2 separate regions of the Mus musculus genome follow, and region 2 is linked to region 1. A link is a contact called in public HiChIP or PLAC-seq data. All regions are on one chromosome and are shown on one strand. The core of a region is the stretch at or near the end of the contact, and the rest is flanking DNA. Distances in the headings are between cores, read along the strand shown.

Region 1 (3,084 bases), core at 164-2,663:
ATACAAGCCGGCTAAGGCTGATCAGTCAGTCACGCATTTGGATTTCGACCCGGGCCGGAATCCACATCCATTTGAAAAGAAGGAAGCGACATGCGGGCGGCTGGCACCACATTCCCGAAGTGTTTTGAGTTTCGGGTGAGAAACGGCTAAGCAGCCGCGGCGCTCCCGGTTCCCTTTCACCTGCGACACTCTACGCCCGCCTAGGCACTGCCTGCTGCCCTTCCCCATCTCTTCTAACTCGGTATACAGCCCCGGCCCCTGCCTCGGGTCCCAGCGAGCATCTCCCGCCACCCAGCCGCTCCAGGAGGATGGGAGAGAAATCCCCTGCCCCGCCCGGCCCCACCTGGCCAGCGTCAAGCAGAGGAGCCGGTGCCTGCCGCCCCCCAGCCCTTCGCCGCGCAGGGCTGTAATAATTACATCCTCATTATTTCTTCTGCGATCGTTAGGGAAAGAGCCCGAGAACAGCAACAGCAGCTGCCGGGGGAGGCTTAGTTACAAAACCCTGCGCTGGGTAGCGCTTCGCTTAGCAACCACCCCTAAAAAAGCCCCCGTGCTCCCGGCTCGCACTTGGAGAGCCCAGCAGCGGCCACCCCCTCCCAAGCCCGAGGCCCAGGCCCTGCCGGGCGCGAAGGCTGTTGCAAAGGGCACAAGTGGCCCCTCCCCGCCTCCGCGACCCCAGTGCCCGTACCACCAGCTCCAAGCACCTTTCATTCATTCCCAGTCTAGGTCCGGGTGTCCACCCGGGCTTGGGGGAGGGGAAACCCAGGTCGCACCCCACTGCCCCACCAGAGTCCCTCTCTGGCCGGGGCCCCGGGCTGCACCCCCTTACCCGGCCTCGCGGAGCGGGGAATTTCACACCTCCGCCTCGCTCCTGCACCCAGGGAGCCCGTGTGCCAGCAATCCTGCCGCGGGGCGCTGCAGCCCGGAAGGACCCCAGCGGCGGACCCCGGAGCACCAGCCGTCCCTGGGGTTATTCTCACGCTCCCGGATCGGGTCCCCGGGAGCCTCTTATCCCCAACGCAGCCACTCAGGCAGGGCCCTCGCCGGTCCGGCTCGCAGCACCGCCCCCTCCCTGCCCCGACGGCACTCGCCACTTAGCGCCCAGGTCCCCGCATCCCGGTCCCCGCGGCCCCGCGCGTCTCGCACCTTCCTCAGAGCAGACATCCTTGGGCTTTCCTAGTTCAGTGGGTGCAGAGCGACATGGCAAGGTGGCCACCCCTCAGGCCAGGCGGTGCGCACAGCACTGCCGCCAGCTCCCAAGCTCGAGAATCCTTGGGTCCGTGCGTCGATCCGCAGTCTGTCTGTCCCCCGCTGCCGCTACCGCTTATCGCCTCCACCACCGCCACCGCCAGCGCCACCACCGCCGCCGCGCGCTCCGACCCCGTTCGAGCCCGGCGCACGGTCGGTCCTCACGGCCGGCGCCTGCGCACTCGGCGCCCGGGGAGGCACCGGCGCACTGGGGGGCGGCCGGTGCGTGGCTCCATCTGAGGAAGGGCCCAGCGCCACGCGCCTAGGGGGAGCGCTCAGGCCGCGGTGCCGCTGCCAATGGCAAGCCTGGCCCAGAGGTCGCATGGCGCTCACGGCCCGGGAGCCCGCGCACAGCGGATCCCAACTGTTGCGCGCAGAGCGTTGGGTCACTCCAGGACAGTGATGGTTCCCGGAGGGGGAGCGGAGAGGTCCCACACCGCGTGTGCTCCGTGTGTTTGTAGGTCAGCGTGGGAACCCACAAGCAAGCCAATGCGCCTGGGAAGGGCCAGCTCAATGTGAACCGAGATGTGGGATCTGCAGACGCATCGGCACCCTGAACTCTGCACGGTGAAAGCCTATTGGGCTCCCAGGTCATAGAGAGGGAGCGATGGAAGATAGGAGCTCTCAGCACTGGCCACTAAGAGAGCACAGTGCTGCTCTGGGTGCTGTGAAATAAGACCACTGTTTCCACCTGTTACCTCCCAGCTCTGGTAAACTGCTGCTTCTGGGCTCACAGGAATCCCCAGCACCTTGAACAGCAATCTTTAGTCATAAACCTGGTCCAGATAGAGGGCTGAGATGGTGTCGGCCCTTGTTTGCTGCTGCACTCGGAAGCAAAGAAAAAAAACTATCTTTTTTTTTTTCCTCAGCGAAATCAGAAACACAACAAAAAACAGTCTGGCAAATTCAGCAAAATTAGCCATATTTTGATGAAACCTAATTAGATTCGTGGGGATACCCTTTTTAGATCCACTGAACAGTCAAGAAAAGTTTCTGTGGCCTAGAGTAAAAGGTGCTGACAACTAAAGACATAGTTTGGCACCGGGCTCTGGGGATACTCACTACACCTGCTTAACCTTGGGCCGGTCTCTAGGCTCCGTGTAAATATAATAGGGGGCTTTCGTCTCCGTTGTCAAGAAGTTTAAATGTGACCAAAACTTAATCAATAAGGTGACTATTTACAGAAAGGTGAATGGGTGTCGAATAGAGGAGAGACAGGTGAACAGCCCTGTATTTCCCTAAATCCCAAGATCTTTTCCATAAAAACAGCCTCCATAAGATGTTTTTTCCTATGATCAATCAACTGCAGTGCACTTTCAGAGCAAAATACTAAGGTGTGTGAAAGATACACAAATGGATCAAAGGTATCTGATGTGACTTTTTTCTAGTGTTTGTAGCACACTCCATTTGGATTCCACTATCGAAAGAGAGAGAGAGAGAGAGAGAGAGAGAGAGAGAGAGAGAGAGAGAGAGGAAGGAAGGAAGGAAGGAAGGAAGGAAGGAAGGAAGGAAGGAAGGAAGGAAGGTGGGTTTCCAGACCTCGAATAAAAAATCTAGACTGCACATCAAGTTGAAGATTCTAATATCCACTTTTCTCCTCCTCTCCACGGTGCCCCCATCTTCCGGTCTTCCATCTCAGGCAAACGAAAGGAGCACAGTGGTGCTTGCTGTGAGCTCTTTTGGGTCGTGGACTTGTACCAAAACAGAAAGAAAGACTGTCCCTGGGCACGCATCCAGTGTTGGGATGAAGCCATTTGACGTTATAGGAGTAACATGTGAGCATGAATGGCACTTGCTCCTATGAAGGAAATATACAGTGTTATTGGAAAAGGAAAA
Region 2 (3,158 bases), core at 319-2,818, 460 kb before region 1:
CCCATGAACAGCAAAGAGGACAGAGATAATGACACATTCTACTTCCATGGCCTCTCCGGAGTCAATCATGCCGAGCTGGACCTCAGCCAGCAGCGGCATGTACTGACCCACCCCACCTTCTGCTTATCCCTAGCAATGTATACTCAGGGTGTGGTCTCTACCACTTGTTCAAGGATTATCTCTCCTCTCTGAGCTCCCACAGTCAGAGTTATACTGCCATTCAGAACTGTCCTGGCAGTGGGAAGGGAAGACCTCCCTTTAAAAATTCTCCTAGAAATCTTTGATCCTTTGGACAATATTCTGATGTGATCCATCTCGTATACCGTACATCGGCACTGGTTATAGAGTGATTCACACCAGGGCCATCACCTAACTGTTCTCTTTGTCCCTCTGTGGCTCCTTTTCATACTCCATGGCACACTGTCCTCTCTTGGCATGAAACTAGAGGGTCATATGGTCACTCAAGGCTCAATTTTTCCTTAGGCATTTTATGTATCATTTGGACAAGGCCTTCCCATGTATCCACTGCAGCTCAAGACAGTGTGTTATGTAGAACTTCTGCCTGTTAGAGGAGCCAGCTGGGTGGAGGATGGAAGGAGAGCTAGAGAGGGAGGCAAGAAAGAATTAAGTGCAGGAAGACATTTACAGGGCAAGCTGTGAGCCACAGAAAGGTAAATGAGGAAACAGTTTGGCATATGAGCTTCAAGGATTTAGATTGTATTGCTCCTGCCACATCCTTTACAGAGATGTTGACATAAAATTGTCCCCAAGGACCCTCATTAGCAATGATTCTCTGCCCTCACAGCCTTGATGCTTGCCAAACTCTCCCTAAGTGATGTGTGTGACTTAAGGTTTTTCAACAAGAGCTTCCCTTTCAGAAAGATAGCCAGCAACCCAGAACATCTTCATCCGAAATGCAAGGGCAAAGGTGTGTTTCCCTAATGTGTGTCTGTCTATAAGTGTTAAAACTTGTGCATGGATATAAACCAGCATCTTTCAATAAGCAGTTGCGGTGGATGCTAATGTAATTTTCAGATCCCCCTTGCCCTTATAACACCCTTATTGAAAGCACCTTTCTTTCCTCAAGTTCATGAAGCTACCAACAGAGGAGGGGCATCGGCAGAGGACAGAGCAGAGTATGACCCTTCTCAAACCCTTCCTTCAAATCCATCCTTCAACAACACACATGATTTTGGGGCTCTGCCAACATCCAGGACCCTTAGACCCTGCTGAAGATGATTCACCCAGAGCCATGGTGGTGCTGGTCACACACTTATGGGTTCATGTGTTCTGCCCTTGGGGTACAGGTACTACTCACATAGCCCTCACTGGTCCCCTGCAGGGCTGGGCTGGCTAAATACATCTGACTGTGCTCTGAAAAGGACCCAGGGCCTCCTTTTGCAGTTTCTCTTCTATCCTTTCTCCACAGGACCCATCAAGATTCAGAATTCCAAAGACTTCACAAAGATTATGAAACTAGCTTTTATGCTCCTCTGGGATCGTGCGTATGCTGCAGAATCTCAAGGGAAGTTTCACAAAACCTGCTCTTAGGACAGAATGAGCCGTGGCAGATTAGCAAAGACGGCCTCACTGCTCGCTCGCACAGCAGGCTGAGAACTACCAAACAGCTTCGCCCCTTATGATCAGCGTTACTTGGGAAGTTACAGAGTACAAGCAATTAGAATTCTACACATGATTAAAGGCACTGTGAAAATCTCTCTAAAGCTCATGCAATTTATTTATAGGGTTCTAACAGAGGGTCTAGGGAGAAGCCATGACAGCCCAAGGCTACAAGAATGATACAGAAAACTTCCTAAGAAAACAGATACCATCAGAGAGGACATGGAGTCCTCAGGAGCAGAGGTCAGCTTCTCTTTATTTCTAGCCTGTGGAATATCAGACTGTGTCCATCTATCTACACATTTGGGAACAGGATATTCTGACATTTGCCTGACCCAATTTCAACTATTTGATGTACTTGAAATAAAATTATACTATAGATTTACAGGAAGCATTGCTAGAAAGTATAAAAATGGAAGGAATGGGCTATATAGACAAAGGGGACACAAGGCATGGGTGGATAGTTGTGGCAGTTTTCCCGTGTGAGCAGACTAGCCCAGAACTCCAGTTCGGAAGTGGCACTGGGTCTGGAGCACATATCTGGAGTCACATTCAGGGGAAGGAATTCAACTTCAATTTCCATTTGTAAAATCTGAGATTCTAAAACCCGGACTCTCTATTTATGGAGCCTGGGATCCATCAGTGTCCCAGGTTTAAAGACAAAGAAGTGTGCTGCCACAACCAGTGACCTCTAAAGGTCACTCCACAAGACAGAGCCACCTCCTTGTCAAGATACACCCTTGTGCCCAGAGGAAGTGACAGCCAAGAGGCTGTGTGTGTGTGTGGGGGGGGGGGGGGGTTGTGCCTTTCTGCCTGTCACCCAGACTGTCCCAAGGGCAGCTTCTGGGACCCATTTCTCATCCATGTAAGTCTTTACTTTAAGGAACAGTGAAGCACTGGGGAGGCTCTGTGAGGCCACAGGTACACACTGTAAACACACCTCTACTGCCCAGCGGAGCATGGGGTGGGCAGTAAAGTTTATGCAGTGTAGACATTTCCTTAACAGCAAAACAAACGAACAAACCCATTCTTTCAGACCATTCCTCCCAGAATCCTATCTGTCATGAGTTCCATGTTACTCAGACCTGAGTGCAAACTTTGATGCAAAGCTCCAAGGACTCTAACTGTAGTCTCTGGAATATAAAATATTCGCACTGTCTTAAAAAAAAAATCACTCCAGAAAGCACAGGGAAGTACTCAAGTGTTAGAGCCCTGACCGGATTGCCTGTCTCCTCTCTTCCATATGGGCATCTGTCTGTAGCAGCCACCACCTAGCAACCTCTCTTTCCATGAAGACTAAGCCCTTTGCATTGCTAGCAAGGTTACCATCCTGGCCCCTGGGAGCAACTGAAAAAACTGTTAAGTTACATAACAACGGTTGACTATCTGAGATTGGGAGCCCAGGTCCCCAAGGGAAATTCTGGAGTTAAAGCTGTGGTAATGGGAGATATGTTCAGACCCATTTCTCCCCCGCCAGCTGTGGGGTGCTGTAAATACGAAACAGAGGAACCAGAGGAGTGCACTGCTATCCAGGGAAT

Evidence for each region. HiChIP or PLAC-seq counts read pairs in DNA pulled down with a chosen protein or histone mark.
Region 2: a contact with region 1 is called in an H3K27ac HiChIP or PLAC-seq map of SST interneurons, with 2.1 times the contacts expected there. The contact joins the enhancer-like site here to the promoter of Dlgap2 in region 1. A contact is called at or near these places in 3 of 39 promoter capture datasets (cranial neural crest, hippocampal neurons and second pharyngeal arch cranial neural crest) and 5 of 115 datasets of contacts at active chromatin or transcription factors (SST interneurons, astrocytes, embryonic forebrain and 2 more).

The regions. Positions count from the first base shown.
Region 1 is chr8:14,094,204-14,097,287 of GRCm38.p6, reverse strand. It overlaps Dlgap2 (DLG associated protein 2), which reads right to left and starts at 1,413. Exons shown (of 16, transcript NM_172910.3): 1 at 1,147-1,413.
Region 2 is chr8:14,555,866-14,559,023 of GRCm38.p6, reverse strand. All of the region lies in intron 4 of Dlgap2 (DLG associated protein 2), which reads right to left. Among named protein-coding and RNA genes, the nearest start is that of C030037F17Rik, 210 kb to the left of the region's middle. Within about 2 kb of position 1,568, at least 5 of the 459 cell types and tissues checked have an H3K27ac peak or open chromatin away from gene starts, as enhancers often do. A contact at or near this core is called in SST interneurons, where this site is marked.